Regions from separate parts of the Mus musculus genome. Here all the other regions are linked to region 6. The links are chromatin contacts, called in public HiChIP or PLAC-seq maps. All regions are on one chromosome and are shown on one strand. The core of a region is the stretch at or near the end of the contact, and the rest is flanking DNA. Distances in the headings are between cores, read along the strand shown. Region 1 has its middle 290 kb from the start of Gm41333. Region 2 has its middle 290 kb from the start of Pvt1. Region 3 overlaps Pvt1 (Pvt1 oncogene). Region 4 overlaps Pvt1 (Pvt1 oncogene). Region 5 has its middle 250 kb from the start of Pvt1. Region 6 has its middle 58 kb from the start of Gm22521. Region 7 has its middle 280 kb from the start of Gm41333.

What was found. HiChIP or PLAC-seq counts read pairs in DNA pulled down with a chosen protein or histone mark.
Region 1: a BATF HiChIP or PLAC-seq map of CD8 T cells shows a contact between it and region 6, with 39 read pairs. The contact joins two enhancer-like sites. A contact is called at or near these places in 1 of 484 Hi-C or Micro-C datasets (Th1 cells) and 1 of 115 datasets of contacts at active chromatin or transcription factors (CD8 T cells).
Region 2: a BATF HiChIP or PLAC-seq map of CD8 T cells shows a contact between it and region 6, with 8 read pairs. The contact joins two enhancer-like sites.
Region 3: a contact with region 6 is called in a BATF HiChIP or PLAC-seq map of CD8 T cells, with 27 read pairs. The contact joins two enhancer-like sites. A contact is called at or near these places in 1 of 15 datasets of contacts at CTCF or cohesin (CD8 T cells) and 2 of 115 datasets of contacts at active chromatin or transcription factors (CD8 T cells and memory CD8 T cells).
Region 4: a BATF HiChIP or PLAC-seq map of CD8 T cells shows a contact between it and region 6, with 7 read pairs. The contact joins two enhancer-like sites. A contact is called at or near these places in 1 of 15 datasets of contacts at CTCF or cohesin (CD8 T cells), 4 of 484 Hi-C or Micro-C datasets (B cells, Th1 cells and liver) and 1 of 115 datasets of contacts at active chromatin or transcription factors (CD8 T cells).
Region 5: a contact with region 6 is called in a BATF HiChIP or PLAC-seq map of CD8 T cells, with 6 read pairs. The contact joins two enhancer-like sites. A contact is called at or near these places in 1 of 15 datasets of contacts at CTCF or cohesin (CD8 T cells), 1 of 484 Hi-C or Micro-C datasets (liver) and 1 of 115 datasets of contacts at active chromatin or transcription factors (CD8 T cells).
Region 7: a BATF HiChIP or PLAC-seq map of CD8 T cells shows a contact between it and region 6, with 24 read pairs. The contact joins two enhancer-like sites. A contact is called at or near these places in 2 of 115 datasets of contacts at active chromatin or transcription factors (CD8 T cells and Th17 cells).

What each region holds. Positions count from the first base shown.
Region 1 is chr15:62,373,247-62,376,313 of GRCm38.p6, reverse strand. No RefSeq gene overlaps it. Among named protein-coding and RNA genes, the nearest start is that of Gm41333, 290 kb to the left of the region's middle. Within about 2 kb of position 1,548, at least 6 of the 459 cell types and tissues checked have an H3K27ac peak or open chromatin away from gene starts, as enhancers often do. A contact at or near this core is called in CD8 T cells, where this site is marked.
Region 2 is chr15:62,324,598-62,327,667 of GRCm38.p6, reverse strand. No RefSeq gene overlaps it. Among named protein-coding and RNA genes, the nearest start is that of Pvt1, 290 kb to the right of the region's middle. Within about 2 kb of position 1,642, at least 32 of the 459 cell types and tissues checked have an H3K27ac peak or open chromatin away from gene starts, as enhancers often do. A contact at or near this core is called in CD8 T cells, where this site is marked.
Region 3 is chr15:62,237,559-62,240,610 of GRCm38.p6, reverse strand. All of the region lies in intron 2 of Pvt1 (Pvt1 oncogene), which reads right to left. Among named protein-coding and RNA genes, the nearest start is that of Pvt1, 200 kb to the right of the region's middle. Within about 2 kb of position 1,715, at least 7 of the 459 cell types and tissues checked have an H3K27ac peak or open chromatin away from gene starts, as enhancers often do. A contact at or near this core is called in CD8 T cells, where this site is marked.
Region 4 is chr15:62,259,573-62,263,002 of GRCm38.p6, reverse strand. It overlaps Pvt1 (Pvt1 oncogene), which reads right to left. Exons shown (of 5, transcript NR_132747.1): 5 at 2,788-3,430. Among named protein-coding and RNA genes, the nearest start is that of Pvt1, 220 kb to the right of the region's middle. Within about 2 kb of position 1,307, at least 79 of the 459 cell types and tissues checked have an H3K27ac peak or open chromatin away from gene starts, as enhancers often do. A contact at or near this core is called in CD8 T cells and Th1 cells, where this site is marked.
Region 5 is chr15:62,285,961-62,289,329 of GRCm38.p6, reverse strand. No RefSeq gene overlaps it. Among named protein-coding and RNA genes, the nearest start is that of Pvt1, 250 kb to the right of the region's middle. Within about 2 kb of position 1,834, at least 75 of the 459 cell types and tissues checked have an H3K27ac peak or open chromatin away from gene starts, as enhancers often do. A contact at or near this core is called in CD8 T cells, where this site is marked.
Region 6 is chr15:62,733,636-62,737,125 of GRCm38.p6, reverse strand. No RefSeq gene overlaps it. Among named protein-coding and RNA genes, the nearest start is that of Gm22521, 58 kb to the left of the region's middle. Within about 2 kb of position 2,100, at least 23 of the 459 cell types and tissues checked have an H3K27ac peak or open chromatin away from gene starts, as enhancers often do. A contact at or near this core is called in CD8 T cells, Th1 cells and Th17 cells, where this site is marked.
Region 7 is chr15:62,391,231-62,394,451 of GRCm38.p6, reverse strand. No RefSeq gene overlaps it. Among named protein-coding and RNA genes, the nearest start is that of Gm41333, 280 kb to the left of the region's middle. Within about 2 kb of position 1,396, at least 86 of the 459 cell types and tissues checked have an H3K27ac peak or open chromatin away from gene starts, as enhancers often do. A contact at or near this core is called in CD8 T cells and Th17 cells, where this site is marked.

The sequences.
Region 1 (3,067 bases), core at 299-2,798, 360 kb after region 6:
GATTTGGTCTTCAGTAAGTCACAGCTGTGAAACTGTGGAAGATAACTGAAAGGTTGTGTCTTCTTTACATAATGGGACAAAGCACACAGCCACCTCTGCCCATCACTCACTGTTGAGTGTAGTCTGAAGCCTTCCAAACATAGTCCTCTTCTTTCACAGCAGGGAGGCTTGCAAAGTGTCTCAGGGAATCCTCTCGCTTGGTAGACTCAAATGGAAGACCAGCCCTGACTATTCAGAAAGTCAAAATGTCCAAGGCATTATGAAGTGCAGTGGTGAGCGTTGGTGGGGCCCTGCAGATACGTTGTGAAAGCAGAATTAAGACCCAGGTGGCTGTACACTCTCTTAGCTTTTTGCACACCCTAGGGTGTTGGCTAGCACTGAGCTGTTGTACAACTGTGGGTTTTGCAAACTTGAGCTCAAAAGTTCCTTTCCCAAACCTGCTTCCTCCACATACTCCACCCTGTAACCTCACTCATCTGTGAAAATTTGGGGTCTCAGGGTATGAAGTAAAACTGAAAGTTCTAAAACAACGCTGGAGATCTCTGTTATCATGTCCTCCCCCAATGCCCCTATCAAGTCTGTTACCCTGCTTTGAACATACCTGTAATTCAGAGATGAAGTAAAAGAGCACTGGGCATACAGTCTAGATTATTGCTTTTGATTCTTGATCTATAGCTTTTGTGCATTTGACTGGTAATCCCTTTAACCCCCCCCCCCCCAAATGCCTCAGATGTCCAATCCCTGAAATAAAAACTCAACTAAAAGATGCCTGAGGGCTTCAAACTCATGGTGTGACTCCAGGAGCATCTGGCCCTGTGTGCTAAAAGATGACGAAAGGAACCAGCTACAGTCATACCAGTGTAAGACAGCCAAAACATCGCTAAGAGATTCCCAAATGATGCTGTAGACAAGTGCCTAGAAATACTGAAGTCCCTTAGCTCTTTTGTCAAAGGAGAAGAGGAATCTACACAGAAATACCTTACATTCTCATTTGTACCAAATAAGTTCACACATAGAAAGAACTCCCCAGAGAATCTTCTCAAGGTCATTCCTGGCCTGGGTGGCTTTTTATTTCCTGATAGCTTTTTGCAAGTGAAGTACACTATCTCGGTAATAAATCTTGTTTATACCTCCTGAGCACCATGGATTTGCTGTTCATTCTTTTGGAAATCAATGATGACTTAGAGATGATGTAACATTTAATCTGATGCAAAGTAACTAAATAGGAGTCATTGTTTTTTCTAAGCAACTCTCTATCAACTCTCATTTTTCCTGAATAAGCCTTAAGGCTTCTCAGAGATAAACAGTGACTTTTCTCCACTAAAATATTTACTTTCTGAAAGGAAAAAAAAAGCAACTTGCCTGGTCCTCCCGGTATGCTTTCTAAGAACCACAAATGTTTGGTCCCACAAAGGCACAGACCATATTAGCTTACACTTAGGACAGGAGCTTTGATGATAGCAGAACTTCTGAGTCACACTTAAGTCTTTGGGCAGATGTGCAACAATCTCATCTCTGGTTTTCAGTGGTCGGTATACCAGTTTCTCGTTTCCTACAACTGACATCACCATGGCTTTCTTTGTAGCTTAGACCAAAATCTCAACACAGTGTGTCAGTAACTACTTGAGAAACAGAATAGAAGTGACAAAATGAAATAGAAAAGCCCAAGAAGCTATGATATACATGGATAGTCCTTTGTAGGACAAATAAGGGAGAAAGAGAGGGAAAGCAGTTAGAAACCTCTAGTTCCTGGACTTACATGAAAGTAAGATAAAATAGGGTTGGCAAGATGACTCTGTGAGTAAAGGCTGAGCCTTTGTTCCCTGACCCTTCATGATAGGAACAGAAAAATGAGTCTTAGAAATTGCCCTCTGACATCTATTCATAAGCATGCTGGGGCATAAACACACACACTTCCTTTATATATATATAGTTAAATAGTTAAATAGTTAAATAGTTAAATAAATAAATAAATAAATAAATAAATAAATAAATAAATAAATAAATAAGCAAGCTTGGGAAAACCTCCTTGCCACCTGGACTGAAGTTGTTTGCATGCATTTGTCTCATATCAGTAACACTTCAGTCTCTTGTCCAGCCCTATCTCCCAAGCTCTAGAGTATGACAGCCAGCTCACTACTAGTTATCTACTTGGATACCCAATCCACCCCTCAAACTTCACATATCCAAAACTGTCCTCTTCCTCCTCCCTATCAAACCTGTACCCCTCGCAGCCTCCACACCACATAGGATAGCAATCTGGCTTTGCTGTGCAAAGGCCACACTACGATTCTAGTATGGTTCCCTCCTTCCATCATAGCCCACATCCTATTTGTCAGGTAAGTCCATTGTGTGTTCTCTCTCATCAGCCCTACCATCACCATTCCAACCTAACTATCCCCTCCTGTCACCCATATGACAGGAAAACTCCACTCATTTCCCCATCTTCTCTTCACCCTACTATAATCTGCCCTAGGCTTAGCAGCCTAACACATCATCTTAAAGTATATCTTATGCTAACCCTGCATTCAACAATATTACATTTATTTATTCTTTGCAAACATCAATGTTTCTTAATACAATGACTCAAAAGACCCTATGTGAACCCATCTCCATTATGTCTCTTACCTCATCATTTCACTGAAATCTCATCAGGTTATCACCGTAGGGCCCACATTCAATGTATCCACTGTTGTTTGTAAATGATCATCTCACCGTTGAGTGCCATGCTAAACAACATTTGAAGTCTCACATATGCATAATGCTCTGTAGTTTGCAAGTTACTTCTGGACATATTTTATTTAAGACTCGCAACAGTGTTGCAAGTTCTTGTTGAGAATTATTTTCCATATTTTAGGGATAATAAATCTGAACTCAGAAATGTTTTAAAATGTGTCCACATAAGTACTACTTGATAGTATCTTCTAGTGTAAATCTATTGGTGCCCGAAGAAGAAAGAAGAAGCAAATGAAGATTAATTCATTCTGTATTATTCTATAGTTTAAAGATCAAATGTTTCCCCCACCAGCAAACATTCGTGTATTTAAGATAGGTTTTCCAGGCTGGA
Region 2 (3,070 bases), core at 393-2,892, 410 kb after region 6:
TCACTGCCCACCCTGCCCCCACCACCACTTTCAAAGTCAGAAGAGAAACTCTCCTCACACACTGCTGACTGCTCAGGCCAGCTGTCAAAGACGATGTCCACTCTTTCACACAGGACAGCAATTAGCCAAAATCATCCCAAATTGCTGCCACTGAAAATCTCTAATTGCCCATCGGGGTTTGTGGTTTTGTCTACAAAGAGAGTCATACAGAAGGGGCAACTAAAGGGCTGTGCAATGAGGGTTTCTAGGCAAGCTTAAGCATGCGTCTTCCGAAGCAGAGGGTCAAGCTCAGGAAGACGAAAGACATAGAATGTAAAGGTGACCTTTATAGTCTCAAACTCTGGAGGAAGTAGAGAAGCATGAGGTCAGAAGACAGGCTCATAATCCCACTGACATTGGCAGATCCCAGCACAGTGTTGGTTGTAGACTATGTGACATAGTCACTATATTTAAGGAAGAATCAAAATGTGGCGTCAACAGAAGAAGTGTCACTTCTGGAGTTCACTCATACCCATCATATATGACCTTGGGTAAGTCAAGGCTTCCTCCTGGGACGATCTTGTCCTTCTTCTTAGATTTTCCATGTTGGGTTCCTCCCGTGTGAAATGCCTCTCCAGCATTTCCTAGGAAACTGTTATCCCCACTATTCTGCTTTGCTCCTGGTGATGGGATCACCAAAGAAACTCAGAGGAGGATGGTAGTATTCCAGCTTTCACTTCTAGGCCAGTGAACCAGTCAAGGCAGCAGGAACTTCTAAGCAGCTAGTCAAGGGCAGGAAGGGAATGAATACATGTATGATTGGTCAACTCAACTTCTCCGCTGCTAAACAGGCCTGGAACTAAAGCCAAGAAACGGTGCCATCTGCATGATTAGGCCCTAGGTTAATGTTGAGAGTCCTTCTTGATCACTCTCCACCTTATCTTTTGAGACAGAGTCTCTCAGTTGAGCCCATATCTGCCCTATGTGTGCTTACATGGATGTACTAAAATCTGTTCACCCAACTGTAGTATCTTGAAGCTCAGAAAACAAAGTTCAGGCTGCAGGGAAAGTTCAGGCTTGTAAACTGCTTGCCACGTGAATTCAAAGAGCTGAGTTCAAATCCCCAGAACCCAAGTAAAAAGCTGAGTGTTTGAACGTGTATATGTAATCTCAGTGCTACTATGACAAGATAGGCAATGGAAATCCAAGAAAGTCAAGACTCTCATGGGCCAGTGAGGCTGCCATACTTAGCCCAAAGGGAAATTAAGTAAGATGTTACAAGGTTGTCCTCCGACTTCTACATGTGCATTACAGCAAGTGTGCAATAGACACACCCATGCCTCATACAAAGAAAGATGGAAAGAAGGAGAAGGGAGGAAGTGGGGAATGAGGAAGAGGGAGGGGGAGGAGAAGAAAATGAAACTCAAAGAATGTATTAAGCCACAAGTGAAAAAGCAAAGATGAGACCCCAGATCTACCAGATCTGCCAGCTCTTATATCTGTTCTCTGCTTTCTGTCCTCACATCACCATCCCCTGTCTTCTAGCTTCCCCTAGGATCCCAGGATGATGGTATTCTCCCTGGACTAGCCTTTCTGCTTACCCACTATCTCATTAGCACCAGCACCTCTATCCAGATGAGGAGCAAGAGACAAATGCTAAGTCCATGCCTGAGCCTCTACAGTGTTAAATAGATGTGACTGGTAGCTCCTCACTACCATATCATGAAGCTTATTCTTGTACTTCCTCATAATCAATGGTATGATTTGAATGTTCTTCCACCTGCTATCTCAATAATTAGTTCACTCAAAAAAAAAAAAGAGCTAACAAATATAAAACAAAAAACAACTAGAGGATAGAAGACACGTGCTAGTATGAAAATTCTGGGGTTTTAGTGAAACTGTGCCCAGAATGAGTCAGCAGGGAGATGTAGATGACAGGAGAGACTCTGTGTCAGCCATCATCAATGAACTAGTGCACCAAGAATGGTAAAAGCTATTGGAGGTCCAGAGAAATATCTTTGACTCTCTGCCTCTTCACTTACAGAGTGCAGACAATGATAGAGAAGATGTATACAGACTGCTCAGAGGAGTACCATGCATACAGCTAGCATCCCCAACACAAAGCCAGTCATCACTCTCCCAAGAAGATAAAGGAGCAAACACCATCATGGTTCTTGTGTTACAAATAATGAAACTCAGGTGTCAAAAGACAGACACAAGCCAGACCAGTTTGATTCTGAAGTCCATTTCCATAACCACTAAGTTATACTTCCTCCCCTTATAGAGAATTTAGAACAAGAAAAGCCCCCATATTCTCATGACCCCAAGATAAACACTTTTACCCTTCTTCACACTTTCAGATTTTCTTCCATATATAAATGAAGACTGTGACATTCCGATCTGCCCCCTGCTCTTTACATCTGTCATTCTTCCCTTGTTCTCTGTTTGGGATTCAGTTCCACAGCCATCCTGATATCATTTGCTCATGTGAACATGGTGTGATCTAAAGGTTGGACATATTACATTTCCCACAGTTGTAACTGGCAACACACCGAACATCCTTATTCTTGAATCTTTGGCCTCAGCTATGGTTGGTTAAGGAAATGAAGGGTTGCCACTGATCCTAAGCTCTCATCTGGTGGAGACTGAGACTTTAGTCTTTGTGCTTGAAAAAAGTGCAGAGATCGCATGTCATCCTGCCTGGAGAAATAAGAGGCCAGAACCTGGAATGTAGTTGTATTGGTATGCTCACATGATAACTGCCATGGAATGGGGGCTAGATTGTCTCTAAAGGTCTTATTTTAGAGTAGCAGTTCACAACCTGTGGGCTAAGACTTCTTTGTGGCCACATATCAGATATCCTGAAAATCAGATATTTATCTTATAATTTGTATTAGTTTCAAAATTGCAGTTATGAAGTAGTAATGAAATAATTTTATGATTGAGGGTCACCACAACCTGAGGAACTGTATTAAAGGGTTTCTTCATTAGAAAGGTGGAGAACCACTGCTCTAGGACAACCTGCTTCTGTGGAAAGATAGGTTCAAATCACAGAGGATGGATTGTCCATCCCCAGGAAATGAGCAGTCCA
Region 3 (3,052 bases), core at 466-2,965, 500 kb after region 6:
TAGGTTTGGGACAGACAGGGATGTGTTCAAAAGAACTATTTGATAATCAGAATGGTGAACCCTGGCATCAAGCAACCACAGCAATCCTGTCATCTGTGATGGGGACTGTTTGGTAGGACACCGGCACAAGCTACACAATAACCCAGATTAGGCGAAGTCTATAGGGAATTTCTGCAAAGGTTGGTCTTCTCTAATAAGATAGTCTGCCTACCTGATATCGGTTTTCACTAGAGATTCTCTCCCCCACCCCCTTTGGCAAGTAAGATGTGCAACACAAGAAGCAACCCAGAGCCCCGACATGATCATCATGGTAAATACACATCTTATCATACCAGGTGCCAGTGGGGCCATGGGGAAACAGAAACCACTGAGCATGGCTGATAGAAGTGTAAGTTAGTACAGTCATTCTGGAAAAGAGTATAACAACACTCATGAAATGAAAGGTGGCTGCAAGTTATGAGTCATTCACCTCATTGTAGGCTCCGCACCAGAGAGATGCTCCCACAGTCCCCAGCATGGGGATAGGGTGCTCATCATAAAACTAGACTCAGTCAGCCAGCATCCATCAACAGGGAATAGAAGAAGACAGGAGAAGAATGTCAGCCAAGGCCAATGGCAGAAAAGTAGGTCTCTCATATGAATCCAGGGTACCCAAAGCACTCAAACTGAATTACTATGGATTTAAATAGTTCATTGGTTAGAACCTTGGTCCTCCCTGGGGTAAGGTTGAAAGATGGTGAGAACATTAAGAGGTAGGAGAAGGATCATGAAATGTCCTTATAATCATCTCACAGCAGCTGGGAATGCCTGCCCTGAGCCTACACAAGGCAGGATCTATAGGCAGCTATTGATGGATGCAGGCGGGTCTCATGAGCTCCATCTCTGGATTCTCACAGAGGAGAATCATTAGGCTCAAATGAGTACCTATTGGTCAACCAACAGCACATTATAGTTCCGTATCTGTGGTTACTCAGCTGCCCAAGATTAAACTCAGGGTACCACAAAAGAAAACAACATCAAAAACATAAACATAGGGGAGAACCTGTCAGGAGGGAGAAGAAGCATTCATAGGGATGGGAAGAAGATAAAAGAAGATGGAATCACAGGCAATGAGAGTGTATTGTATACATGAATAAGATTATCAACACGATTAACAACAAAAAATCCTTTTAAATTATATATCCAGAGCTGCATCTCACAAGTGATTCTAAATCTAGTCAACTTGACAACAAGGACACAGGGCTAAAGTACTCTGTGTCCTGCAGTGACTTATACATTCTTTTCCTCAAGTGCGGGGAGATTGGGTCTCAGCAGAAACCAAGGTCATCCTCCCCACCCTGGACTGTTTATCAAAAGCTTAAGCAGGAAAGGAGTCATGAGGAGCCAGAAAAGCCAGATGTTCCTGGTGACTGGTGACCACTGCAGTCATCGCCAATTCATCGTGCAGAGACAAGAAGGGACCTAATATTTCTCTCCCTTTCAGTGTAGGCTCAGGTATCTCTGCATCCCAGCAAGCTTCCTGGATTATCACTTGCTAATAACAAAAGGACAAGGACTAAAAGAACCAGAGGAGGCAAATTAGGATGACGGATGCATTATGGAAGTGCCCAATAAATGGAAGACCAAAAACCCAGCTGTGTTGTAGCTTCTATGTAAGCATGACTCTGCTCCCATTCTAAAAGGGCAAACACAGTTGGCAAAACCATGACTCATAGTCTGTTGAACTCCACCTCCATCCTCCAAAAACAATGTTCACTTCCACCTGAGGTCAAGTTCAAGATCCTGACTGGCAAGAAGAGTTTCTGACACAGCAATGGGCAATGTCTAAAGACTGAGCCACACTGCCAGGAACATGAACAGAGGGAGGAAATAACAAAGCACCGCCGCCTAGATGTTTGCTGTCACTAGTCCCACCTCTGATCAGTGATTGACAGACACTATCTCCATCAGCTAGCTTTCTTTCCTATGAGACTGAGTCTCAGGTATCCCTAGCTGGCCTGAAGCTTGCTGTATAACCCACGGACTATGATCCTCCTCCTCGAGTGCTATACTAATAAGTATCTGCTACCAAGCTCAGTTTTATACATTGCTAGGGACCAAACCTTAGGCTACATATGTGTGTTAGTTAGATGGCCATCCTAGCAACTAAACCAGATCAGTTCAATGAGCAATCATAATTCATCCAGAGGATATAGATTTTGTCTAACCTTTTTTATAAACCTGACAGATCAGATGGTATGTATCAAGAAGGACACAATGTTATGAAGTATATTATTTATGAAATGATGAGATCTAGCCAGTTAACATAACTATTACCTCATATGGCTCTCATGTTTGTGAAAAGAACACATTATCCATTCTCTAAGCAGTTTTCAAGACTTCAATATACTAAGGACCATATTTATTCCTCCTATTGAATTTTGTGTCTTTAAAAAATATATATCTCACAGATTTCTCACTCTTCCAGTCTACCCCCTGATAAACACCATTTCATATTCTATTTCTGTGAGACTACCTCTTTCCTCATAATTTGTGAGTAAAAAGCTGGGATGTTGTTCATCTTTCTGTACCTGGTTCAAGATGTGAGAACATATACATTTAATACAAACACACACATACACACACAGAGAGAGAGAAAGAGAGAGACAGAGAGAGAGAGAGACAGAGACAGAGAGATAGAGATATGAGCATATGCTTTTTTAAGTCTCTGTAGAGGTTAGAGATGCCAGTGACCAGAATCATATAACCTGTAGTACTTGCTAAGCACTGCTTTTAGACTATATATGACAGAATTAATGCAATTCTATCCAAAATTGTATAATACTTATTTTTTTAACTTGGATAATTAGGAGTGATTGTTCAGTTCTAATCTGTGAACTTGTATCAATTCATAAATGTTTTGCATATTCTAAGGAACTTCCCATCTCTATTATGCATGTTTCTTGCTGTCTGTTTCTCTGCCATACATACATTTAGGACTATTGTAGCCTGTGGAAGCTACCTCTTCCATACACAGTTTTACCTTAGAAAACACATGGGCAAAACAGAATTG
Region 4 (3,430 bases), core at 58-2,557, 470 kb after region 6:
CCTTCTTTAGACCATTCTCCACTCAGAAGCCACAGTGATTTTAAAATAAAAGCCTGGTGTCTCTCAAACCTGTGGGCCCACCTCCCCTTTCCCTGCATTGCCAGCTCCTTCAAACCTTGGCTTGACTATCCTGTCCCCAGAAAGAGACTCAGTTGAAGCCCATGCCAAGTGGATGTGTTCTGCTTTAATTCTCTTTCCCTTCATTGCTTATCTTTGTTCTTCTTAAACCCAAGTTAGTTATCTCCTTATGTTTCATCTGAAATTTGACTCGGATCTGTGTCCGCCACTGGCCACATGCTCAGCCGAGCAGAGCCTCATCCATCTTGTGTCATCGTGTCGATCACCAGAACCAAGCTGGTGGTGAACCAAGAGCAGGTGTCCAGGTGCTATTTAAATAAATGCACATTTGCATAAATATGTAAAATATTTAACAAGACTTTTTAAAGAAAGAGGAAAGGAAAAAGGAAGGAAGAAGAAAGAGAGGGAAGGAAAGGAGAAGGGAGAGGAAGAAGAAAATAAAGACAAAAGTTTAAAAGGAGGGAGGAAAGGGTAGGGAGGTGAGGGGGAAATGAGGAAAGAAGGAAGAAGGGAAGCAAGGAGAAAAAAGTAGAAAAGAAAGGAGGCTAATTTTGCTTATTTGAATATTCTTTAGTGATTATATGTCACTCTTTTTTTATTGGTTATTTTATGTATTTACATTTCAATTTTTATCCCCTCCCCAGCTTCCCCTCTGCAAACCTCCTATCTCATTCCCCCATCTCCCCTGCTTCTATGAGGGTGATCCCCCCACCCACCCACCCACTCCTGCCTCACTACCTTAGCATTCCCCTACGCTGGGGCATCGAACCTTTACAGGACTAAGGACCTCCCCTCCCATTGATGCTCTATGTCACTCTTGAAAAAAGAAAAAAAAAAAGACTGACATTCTGTTTCTGTGTATAGAGAAAACTGAAGGAGGCTTCAAGGTCAGTCGAGGTGACTATCAAAGGGGAAAGCGTTGAGTAAAGAAGGCTTCCAGCAGAGGAAGGCCTGGAAAAAGGTGGTCCCTGCAGGCTGGGAGGACATTTCTTCTGCTATGTGTTCACAGTGACCTGGACAGTATCCCAAGAGCCACCCCTTTCAGAGAGAGAATGACAACATTCTGCCAGGATTCTTGAGAAGATTTGCTTGGCGGTCTCTGAAAGAGGTCTCTTGGATTCTATTTCCTTCATTCCAAAGTGTCCCTGGAAGCTCTCTGCCTCAGAAGACCCAGGAGGAGCATGTGGCTCTGTGTCACCATGTGTTACCATATTTGGATGATCAGAGGGAGAGGGCCTGGGAGGACAGCCAAACTGCTCTTTTCTGGGTGGCCCTAAGTGAGTCACTTTACCTCAGAACTCTAGCTGCATGTAAACTGGAGTTCTGATTCTCTCTCCCCGTATACCTCTAAGAGGGCAAGGGTAAAGATATTGCTTTCTAGAAAGCAGCCACTCACAAACACCAGCAATACAAGTTCTGCGGGACTAGAATCAAGTGCAGGAGTTCATGCCTGTGCTAGGAGTAAAAACAAAACAAAACAACAGTGTTCTTGCTCACAGGTCCAGGACCTCTGAAGTTCCATGGCCAGGGCAGAAGCACAAGGGATCCTACTCTCAAGGACCTCTCATTGGAAGCTATTAGCCTACCGGCAAAAGTGTTCTCAGAGTAAGCCACCCTCTACACACTCAGAAACAGTTCTAGATCATTTACAATGGACCACAAATGAGACAGAGAAAGCTCACTGATCACCTGAAAATCTTGACTGGCCAACCAAGCTAAGCCTTGAGCTTGGCTCCTTCCCTGAGTCTCAGATATGGGGTTCTCAGTGAGTTCTGTAGGCTATAGATATCCCTGTGTAGTCTTGTGCTAGAGGTGGAGGAACTTGAGAGCTTATTATTCTCTGGATGGGGGAAAAAAGAAAAAGAAAATTGTCTAATAGCTATATTATGCTGTGACTCTGACCCATAGGATTGCTTGGCTAGCAACAGGACAAGCAGCCTCCAGGACCAGATCTCAAGGTACTTCACAGATGCTTCTTAGCCTAGGAAGATGTCCCTCACTAGGCCAGAAACAAGGTCCTACCTAATTAGCTCTCAGTGGTGGCTGTTGACCATTATAGAGATTAAGAGCACATAGCAGAGATCTTTTTAAACGTCTCACATCTAAACTATAGTAAAGATTCTAAATGTTATCTAACAACTCTGTTGTGCTCTGAGCAATAGACATCTCATGCTTCAGCCACCATGAGAACCAGATTAGTGGACATTGTTGTGGCCATTTTAATGATGGGGGAGTTGACTCCAAGAAGACCAAGGTGCCATTTGGGATGCTGGAAAAGAAGAGCACTCTGTATATTCTCTATTCTCTCCTGGACTCTGTCCTGGACTTCCTAGCATCCCAGCCTTTGAATCTATGAAGTAGACTCTACTGTGTTATGTCCATTTTAGTTCCCTGGCCCTCTTATAGGGCATAAGGTCAGTCCCTAAAGAAAAGGCCAGCAGTTAACAGGTGGGTTCAGTTTCTCTTTAGACAGAAATGAAAGTAACACCTTACAAGGGAGAACAGGGCCAGGACAGAGTTAAAAGGACAAAATAAAGTGACGATGAAACTCTAACTATCATAGAGAAAGCAAGCAAAATATGGACCTCAAGGTGACCAGCTCACTTCTGATTTCTGACTTATAATTGCCCCAAGCACCTGCGCAAGAAAAAACAAAATCCATGATCACTGTCAGACAAGGTGGCCTTGATATGTAAAACAGGAGCCCAATTTTTGTAACCAAGTGCCACATAGTTTTTATTTTAGGCTTCACGGCCATATCTCTCTCATGACTATTAAATTTACCAGTGCGGGAGCAAAGAAGCTCGACGACATCATATAAAACCGTGAACACCGCCATGTTCCAATAAAACTTTAATGCAAGCAGGAGGAGTTGTAATTAGTCAGATCCTGGTTTAGAACGGGCACAGGCAACTATCCAAGAAGATTGTGCCAGGAACTCCAAAGACTCTACTATCTCTTCCAAAACAAGTGTTTACCAGTCAATCGCCAGAGCCCAGGCCCTACTCTAGGCTCTGGGATTCAGCACATAGAACACAGGCAGGAATTCTATTCATACCCCTTACCAGGAGAAGCATCATCCGCACTCCTCAGATAGGAAACAAAGATGCTGGTAGGGAACGTGCCAGGGCTCATGAGAACAGAGTTGGGCCTCCAGAGAAAACGATGAGCATGAGATCTTAGAAATCCAGGCTACTTCTCAGAGCATAACCAAGACTCAGTTCCAACGTGGAGACTATGTTTCCACTTCCATCCGAGGTAAGAGGCCCTCCCTCTATTGTAGGTTGTTCCTGAGCTGCTTAGGCCAGTGCTTTTGCCAGGAAGAAAGAAGTAGAGGACACTTCCAACCTGG
Region 5 (3,369 bases), core at 585-3,084, 450 kb after region 6:
GTCCTTTGGGTTGCAATAAAAAAAAAACAGTTCAAACTGGCTTTGGTTAAAAGAGACTTTATTAGTTTACATAGATGAAAGACTGGGAATAAACATCACATACAAAAAGTTTAAGAAATTCAGACTGACTGTAAGAGCCCAAATGAAATGCTAAATCTCCCCATCTTGCAAATCTATGTGGTGCAATGTGTCTGACTTAGACAAATGCTCCAAGAGAGGTCAAAGTGTACATGCTACGAAGGAGCCCACAGATAAAACTGATGGCTGATGTCACATCTAAAACTATGAGAATCAGAAAATACTGGGACAGTACTTGAAAGTACCACTAAAAAAAAAAGAGGAGGGGGGAGAAGGAGGAAAAGGAGGAGAAGAAGAAGAAGGAGGAGAAAGAAGAAGAAAGAAGAAAAAGATCTATAATACAAAAATTATCAAGCGTGTGATGTAATTTGGTGATAGACTGCTTGACTAACATGTACTAGGTCTTAGATTCAACATATGAAGAATAGAGAAAGGGGCACAAAAACAAAAATAAATAAAATTAAAAATTAAAAAAAAAAGAAAGAAAGACAGAGGGAGACAGGAAGATAAAGGAAGGGAAAAGCCAAATCATGAACCAAGTCTCTTCTTTCAAAACTGAAAGTGGAATAAAAACAGGTTTCCTCGTTCAACATTAACTCAAAGAAGCAAACTATAATTCCTAGAAAATAATCACTAGAAAACCACCAAAGAAATATAAGCACGAGGCGGAGTAAGATATTAAATGCTGAAAAGTTCCTGACAAATGAGAACACAGAAAGTGAGTGCCTGAGATGAATGGCAGAGCATGGAGCCATATGGCTAACCCGAATCTAACCAAACCAACAATTACATTCTCTGAACCCACTAAAGATTCCAAGCAAAGGGCACCCAAGGAATGACTGTATCCTTCATATAAGACACGTACTTGATACTAAGATACAAACTGAGAAAAGATGAATGAATACAAAAGTTATCATGCTAGTAAGCAGAAGCAAGCATGAATGTCTCCATTACTATTTAGCAAAATACATATCAAGGGAGCTAGAGACACAGCTCAAGAGTTAAGTCTGTTTCCTGCTCCGGAAGAGGATCCATGATCAGTTCCCAGCACTCAGAGGGTGGCTGACAACCACCCATCGGCATGAGCAAGGAATTCACGTACATACTTGAAGGCCAAAATCTCAGACACTTTAAATGAAGTAAAAAAAAAAGATCTTAATTTTTTAAAAAAATAAACATCAACACTACCAGATACATTGACAGAACTTGATGATCAGAGAAAGGGAGAGAGGGAAAGGGAAAGAAAGGAGTGGAGAAAGGCTTATTTTAAAGCTGATTTCATGTCATTATAGTTGTCTAATATAGAAAACTATACTATGCAAAACCCCATGCTTCCTTCTCTAAATTAGCACATGCAAAGCATACATTTTACCAACATACATCTGTACTAATTTTATTAGTGTACTTTATGTCTCCCATCAGAGCAGAATTCTAAAAATAGGAGGATCTATTTTTATTGTATTTTTGTGTACTTCCAGTTCCCAATATCTAGCAGAGGACTAATATATTCTAAGTACTCAAAAAAGAAATACAGTTTGAAAGAGACATGCTTGAGTAGTACACCCATGAGCACAAGTGCTAGCAGAGAGCTGGTGACTGCATGCAGGTTCCTGAAGGCGAATCCCGCATTCTTTCCCTCTGCTCCCACATTGGAGGAAACACATCCGCCAATGGCTGTGAAACCCAGTCCCTAGCTCAGAGCCCATTCTCATGGCAGTCATAATAAAACAAGCATTTGGATGGATGAGACAGGAAATGACCAATAGCCACAGCTCAGAATGACACAGCTTTAGCTGGCAGGGGGAGGGAGGAAGGTCCTCTGGAGGGTTGAGTTTAAGGAGCCACAGGAATGTGAAGCAGGAACATTTTTAATGATTTTTCAAATGCGGTGATACAGTGTGCCTTCTAGTTATTCTCTGCTAAACTGAACAGTCACCCTACAAATTTCAACCACCATTTAGTCAGCATGATTTCTCCTTGCCTCCAAGACTCCTCTGGGGAAAGTGGTAAGTCAAACTCAACAGATGGGAGAATTAGAATGTCTCATCTCTAGAGGGAAACAGAGCCTTCAAGTGACTCATAAATACTCTAGATCCTCTGCCCAGAAAAAAAAAAAAAAAAAAAAAAAAAAAAAGCCTTTCCACAGGATGTTTTTCATGACCTTTTGATACAGCTGAGTGACTACTGTGAATAGGTCCTCGTAACAAGTGGGCTCAAGCAACGGGATGCATTTTGTAGATCCTAGCATACAGAAACGAAAACATCTCATCTAAGCATTCAAGACACAGTTGCACACAGACTCTGCCTCTGTATTATGTCTAATGTCATTTTCACTGTCTCCTAAGTAGCTTGCTTTACATATAAGCAGACAAAAGTATTTGCAGCCATCGCTGTTGAGTAAGGTATGTGGCTCAGCTGGTTAGTATCCAGCTCGGGGAGGAAATGCATGAGTAAAAAGTAATGAGATTAGGGTCTGTGCACGAGAGGAATGCTGGCTTCAATCTTGACCCTCTCCTTGCATGTGTGGTTGTGAATGCATTACGGAACAGTCCTGAACTTCTGTTTTTTATTAGTCTGGGAAGTGGAAATTAAACTACCTGCCTCGTGAGGCTTTTGTCGAAAACCAAATAAGATAATTTGGCAGAGCATTCACTGCTCTGGGCAGTAGCAGTATGATTGTTATGGTTTTAAAGCAACACTTAACACACATACATACAGGTATTCTGTAAGGCACAAAGGTAGAAAGGAGACTATGGAGATGCCCTGAAGGGGAGGGAAAGGAAGTAGGAGACGCACTAAGAGAGGATAATAAAATATATGTGATGTACAGAGAGACAGGTGAGACCAGTGGGGGGTGGTCAACAAATGGTGATATATGCAAACGTGTTACAAAGAAAATCATTTACCTTTTATGATAAGCTAATTTTTCCAATTTTCACACTTTCAAACCTTGGAGGATAACATATTTCGAGTCAAGGCAGTGATACTGGACTATGGATCTAAACTTTCAGCATGTCAAACATACTATTTCCATATGGAGCTTTGGGCTGAAAAGCCATTCTGCACAAGCCAATCTCACATTATGATGTAGAGATGGGTGTTTCCTTGCAGAGCAGATGTGGTGGTCATACAGCCAATCTCGAAGGTTTGCAACACAATTTACTTGTTTCGTGACTTGGCATTGCCAATTGCCCGTGACTGCCACCAATTGCTCCCACCCCAGGACGGGCTGGGGAGCAAATTCTGTTGGCAGCACTGCTCTCCCATCAAGAAGGAATGTCAAATATGGTG
Region 6 (3,490 bases), core at 851-3,350:
TTGGGCAATTGGTGTATCAGGATAAAATATGTAAATGTCAGATCAATTCCTTAGACTGGTGACAAAAGTTTAGTGAAGATATCATCAGGGAGAATTAGCCATTTGGTTACAAAGCAGCCATATTCACAGGATGCCAATTAATCATTTGACAAGTAGACATCCTGATTATTTATGTTGGCAAATAATTGTTATTCATGAGACTAGCTGGTAGTAAAACTATATTTTAAAATAGAATATAAAATAACTTTATAAAGTACATCCCTACAGAAAGTATGTATATTTGACTTGTCAAGGTGACAGATTGTGTGGGTGTTAAATGGCACTGGTCATTTCAAACTGTATAATGCTGAGCCTACTATGCAGAGAGCTTATATTTTCATCTGTGAGGAAAATTCTAAATGATACCCTGGAATTATGATGGAGATAAGAAGAGTTTACATATGTAAAGTTTCCAGCATAATCTCTGTCATTTAATAATGTTATCTATCAGGCTTTTTCTCTGACTGTGAGGAATGAAAGATGCTGTCGTAAGTTAGCATCAATTATCAACTTGACACAGCCTAGGGTCACAACAGAAGCAAAGTTTCAATTGAGTGACTGTCTTTATCAGGATGGTTTGTGGACATGTCTTTGAGGAATTTTCGTAATTATTTTAATTCTTGTGGGAAGACACAACCCACTGTGAGCTATGCCAGTTCTTGAATAAGTGGTCCTAGGTTGTACAAGAAAGTGGAGTTAGTTATAGGAAGACTATAACTAGCAAGCATCCTCCTTTACACTTCCTGCTTTATTCCCTTAATTGTGAGTGAATCCCAGGCTTGGAAATAATCATGCATAGGATAAGAGTCACTCACTCCTGCCTTCCAGGTCCTGACTTGAATTTTTGTCAACTTCCCTCACTGATGGGCTGTGACCTGGAAGTTAAGATGAAATAAAGCATTTCCTTTATAACTTACTTTTTAGAGAACTTTCACAACAGAATAAAACCATAACAGATGCTATGTAAAGTCATCAGAGAGAATTCACAAGTATGACTTTTTTACTGAATGCTCAAACCTGTTATATAAAAGAAATGAGTGATGGAAATATACTACGAGGCAGGGAAGGAAAAGCCTGATTTATAATTTCCCAGTGTGGAATCTGTATTTTTTTTTTATGTTCTGTGTTTCTTTGTAAAAACTCAATGATGGTGCCAGCCCCAACGTGTTGTAAGAAACACATAAAAGCAGGTATGCAAATTAACTCACACAACACCTCCAGGGAGTGAAGAAAGACTGATGCATATTAGTCTCCTCATCCACTTTCCTTTTCCTTGTTCCAAGACATTGCTTTTTTGTACTGATCTAAGTGGAAGACAGTAGTAACAGCAGTTCACAGGGGACTTTTAGGTCAAGACCATTTGTTTAGTGAGTGCTCATTGCCAATGCTTAGTCTTCTGTATAGACTGGATTGTTGTCCACCACACATGAGCTGCAGCTTCCATGTATGCTTGAAGCACTGTTTCAAAGTTTGGATTAGACTCAAATTCATTTCCTGCATCTGACATGGTTCTTTGTTGATAGGAAGGATATAGAGTCTCATATTTCACATGTATGGCCTTAAAGAAAGTTGAGAGATGGGGGAGGGGGAGAGAGGAAGAAAGGGGAGGAGAGAGGGAGAGAGGAAGGGGAAGAAGACAGAGAAGGAGACAGAGACAGAGTGAGTTTATGAATCTGAGTCATTTTATTTTCCAGACTCCAGACCTGTCTAGAGAAAGTATCACTCCTTCTCTTACTGGAAATGCTTGACGGTGTAAGCTGCTATTGAACAAGACTCTCGCCTATTGAATCCAGCCTGTCTTTATCTTGATTCACTCTGTTCTCAGCGACTTGACTTGACAATTTCCAGTCAAATTAAGTAGACTAACCAGAGAGTTTATTTTGCTAGGTGCTCTCCTAGATTTTAGGAAACATAGTGACTAATCTGCTCCACTTTCAAGCTGGGACAAGATAACCCTTCCCAGAAAGCTGGCTTATTTTCTTTTCAAAGCCAAGTTGTATTGTACAGTTGAAAGATCAGTTAGGGGTTTCCAGTCTGGTCGGAAGTCTGGTAAGTGCATGCTAATTTTCATGTACAGGACTGACTTGGACTTCCCTCTTGTAAGGAGATTCTGTTTCAAAGCTGGTGGAAAACATTTTCTCGCTGGTTAAAGAAAAATAATAATGCATTTATGTATTTTAAAAGTGAAAGAACTTCATGTGGTGGTATGTGCTTGTGGTCACAGCCAGTCAGGAGGCTCATGAAGGATGATCACTTGAGGCCAGAAGCTCTAGACTCGCCTAAGAAACACAGTGAGCCCCCATCAGAGATATGAAATGGACAAATAAAATTAAATCATTTTCCAACTGAAAAATTGGTGGAAGTCATACTTCCTTTCAAACTTTAACCTGTCAGGCTATATGAACTTTCTTAACAACAACAACAACAAAAAATCTTTCTTTTGTTCTTTAGCAATGGCATGCAACATACGATAAATGTCAAGCACTTACCAGATCTAGCAGTAATGTCATAATTCATTGTCATAGCATTCGATTCAACATTCCCAGAAATTTATTGACATCCCCTAGGAGAGCTTTTGAAGAGATTCTCTAGCCTTTTAGAATGGTGTTTCCCGAAGCCTAATGCAGAGCCTTGAATTTTTGATATTCAGGGTGACCTAGCCCCTCAGTGTGCCTGAAAGCATTCAAGGACATACATGTTGAGTTACTTAAACATTTTGATTATAACACCTGGCACCCAGAAGTAGACAGTAAATAGTGACACAGGGTCTCACTGTGCCTACTGTTTGATGCTTTAGGATGTATCAACTGGGAGTCCTTATCACTATGAGAATTGCCTTTGGTTACTTTGCTGTTTTGTTTTGCTTTTATCTTTATTTAATTAAATTTAATTTAACTTAATATTTTTACTTATTCAGTTCACACTCTGCTCACTGCCCCCTCCTGGTCATCCCCTCCCACAATTCTCTCCCCATTCACCTCCCCTTCTCCTGTAGGAGAAGATGGGGGGCCCCTGTGTATCCTTCATCCTGGCACATCCTCTTCCACTGAGGCCAGACAAGGCAGTACAGCTAGAACATCTCCCATTTACAGGCAACAGTTTTTGGGGTACCCCTTGCTCCAGTTGTTCCCCACCCACATGAATCTTAAGCTGCACATCTGCTACAAATGTGGGCATAGTCCTAGGCCCAGCCCACTTATATTCTTCGGTTGATGGTTCAGACTCTGAGAGCACCAAGGGCTGTTACTTTGTTTGTATTTTGTTTCTTTCACACAGGGAAGCAGAGTCAAATTATGTTGGCCGGCTCTTACTGGCAAGTATTGAGATTAATACTTTTAATACTTCATTTGATATCTCATTTCATCTCTGAGATGATTGTTGAGATACGTGACTGTTACCATGAGCTTCAGAGATCTGAATGACTTGTCAAAGCTCACTCAGCTGTGAATAT
Region 7 (3,221 bases), core at 147-2,646, 340 kb after region 6:
CAGTTTGTTCAGTAAGAGTGTTAGAACTTCAGGCCAGCTGTGCCTTTCCACCTTGTTTCAAGACCAACTTCTGAACTCATGGGGTGGGGGGTGTAAGATAAATGAGGGTAGTGTATTTTTTAGATTTGGATAAGGAAATAATTTGGCAAAGGTCAGCTAGCTAAGAGCAAAAACTATGAACTATCTGGCCCACTGACCAGATTTTTGTCAATAAAACATTTTTAAGTAAACATGTTTTTTACAGCTTGAACTAATTTTATTTGCAAAAATGAACAAGTGGATAAAAGTCTTCATTTGCCCTATTGCTATAAAGTTTCACTAAAACACAGTTATACTCATTGATTTGCAAAAGGCTTTTGTACAAAGGCAGAGTACAATACCTAGGGCACAGAACATATGACCACAGCTAAAGTATATACCTACTCTCTGCCTCTGAGGATAAACTTTGCCAGCACTTGGTTTAAGATGCACATTGATTTATACATACATATGTTTGTACATACATACTTACATACATACACACAAATGCACACATATATTTGCATATATACATATAAGCATATGTATATGTATACAACTCAATAGAAAATGGACTCATGCACCTTCCTCCATGGATCTCCAAGGTGACAAAGCATCAATTGCATGATCACTTGAAGGAAGGTGACCCATATGCTACACACTTGCAACAGCGGGGAATCCAGCTAAGTTCTTCTCACCCTCCTTTTTAACTGGTGATTGTTGGCAAGTTTCACAAAACCAGAACATGGTTATCAAGTGGCAAGAATTGGGAAATTTAATTGGTTTCCCAATGATTAATAGTTGTTAGATGGTTAACCCTGTGGAACCGAAATGACTCACCAGCATCCTTGACTTACTGCTCTTGGTTTCATTAGCCTCGTTCCCCCCTTGCTGTGGTCCCCCTAGGAGGCCTTTGCTGAGCTCCTAGTATGTGTCTGGGGAAGCCACCAACTCCTGATGGCCCTAAAGGCCTCTTTCCTTTTTCTCATTTCTTTTTCTGTGGTGTCAGAGATAGAACACGGGGCCTCTCAAATGCTAGGCACACACTCTACTCTGAGCTCAGTCTTTGAGTTCTCTTTAGACAGGAGGTTACTATGTAGCCCAGATAAGCATAAAAGTTGTAGACCAAGCTAGACTTGGGCTTGAAATATCCTAATTGCCATGTAAGTGATACTGGGGTGCTTCTCTCTGTCTCTGTCTGTCTCTTTCTGTGTGTCTCTATCTCTCTGTCTTTCTGTCTCTCTGTCTGTTTGTGAATGAGTGTGTGTGTTTGTGTGTGTCTCAGCAGCTGAATAAAACACTCCTAGTTCCTGCTATGCTTCACACTCCGGGGTTCAACATTGAAGCTACTGATTGTGGTGATAACAGCAAGGAGGTACTAAAAGGACTGCCTCAGAACAATGCTCTTCATTCAGCTGGGTGGTTCACAGTCTGAATGTGAAGAAACTGGGCTCTCTGCATATTTCAAGAAGAAAGGACCTTAATACAGGAAACTAAAAGCACAACTGTTGTATAGGCTCATAATGACAAGGGACTCTGAAATGGCAGGAACTCAGGAAGCAGTGTGGACACAGATAAACCTCAACATGGGCAAAAAGAAGCAAATGGCAACATCCCATACCTCCTGCATGTGCTCCACTACAGCTACTAAGAATAGAGGCCATTGTTTCTTCACGACTTTCTAGTGAAAGTTGAGGAAATCTGGCCCAGAGGCAGAGTTCTCACATACAGGCAAGAACATAGGCAGAAGGAAGGAAGGGGTGTTGTTGGTTGGTACTCCAACATACTGAGAAATCTGAGAAGACTTCCCAAAGAATGTGGTGCAGAAGGCACAGTTTTGAAAACTTGAGGTCAGCCAAGCCTTGACTTGGTCAGTGATTCATCAGAGGAGTTTCCCTTTCTAGACTGCAGGATCCCAAAGTACGGAAGTGCACCCTTCCCGAGAAGAACTGCTCTTATGCAACTAAATGAAGAGGGAGCCATAAATAGCTTGGTTTGTTTCCTTCCTGGGGAAAGAGATGTAGAAGTTAGTTATTAAAGGAAAAATCAATAACCATCGTCATTGAAACTGTAAGTATAGAAGGGGCTTCTCTCCCAATATACTGTACAGGTAGTTGGGAATTGTGTTAAGAAAAGATTGTTCAAGGTAGGAAAGCCTGTTAATTACAATGACAGCAGAGCACTGAATAGAGATGAGATCCCTAGGTCCTCTCTGGATATAAGCACCACCTCCCTTTTCGGTCCCAGTTTCTTTCTTTCCAGAAATACATCAGGAACAAACTCTCCAGAGAACCATTCCATTGACAGCTTACCTAGCACACAGGCCTCCGAGTTTAGATAGATTTAGCTCATTGTTCTTTGAAAACAAGGACCTAGCAGTGACAAGTACCTCCCACATCTCTTGCTAAGAGCTCTGGACAGCCCTGCCTTTGAATTCTGCAAGAGTCTTTGAGCTAAGTCTTTTACCCACATCTTCCTCATGAGGAAGCATGAACTAGGAAGGGTAGACTCGAACATCTGCTGCTGCATACCAAAGCTCAAGCCCAGAGGTGAGGAATAATTGAAGAAAGGAAAGTCCCTTATTGTATCTCTATTATAAGGTAACTGAATTCTAGTGGGTGTTTCTCAGTCACCTTACAGAATCATGAGGAACATTGAGTTGCTCTGTGGCTGTTTTTCCTACCTTTTATACCATGACCAAATAGGCAATAGTGGTGGCTCACCTTTCCCAAGAAGAGTAGACATCTTTGAGATTCCACAGTTACCTCCCAAACTCCATCTGCATTATTGTCTCAGAAGTATAGATTTAAACATTTAGTTGGTTCTTATAGACTAAAATTCACATGGCTTTCAAAGTTTTTGTTGTTGTTGTTGTTGTTGTTGTTGTTGTTGTTGTTGTTGTTGTTGTTGTTGTTGTTGCTGTTGCTGCTGCTGCTGCTGCTGTTACTGCTGCTGCTGCTGGGGGGGGGGCTGTTGTTGTTGATAATGATGATGTTGTTGTTTTTATTTTTCAGATATAACTTACCTTCCAGGGCTTTCTTCCTTGTTAGTTTTTATATTCTTCAACTTTCATTATGTATTAGAAAAATGCTCATCTTAGTGAACAGAACCTAGAGATACACCTCAAAAATAAAGCTACGAACACATTACAAAGACATGACCCTTGCTTCTTCCATTGGACAATGAGTTTATCACATTCTTTT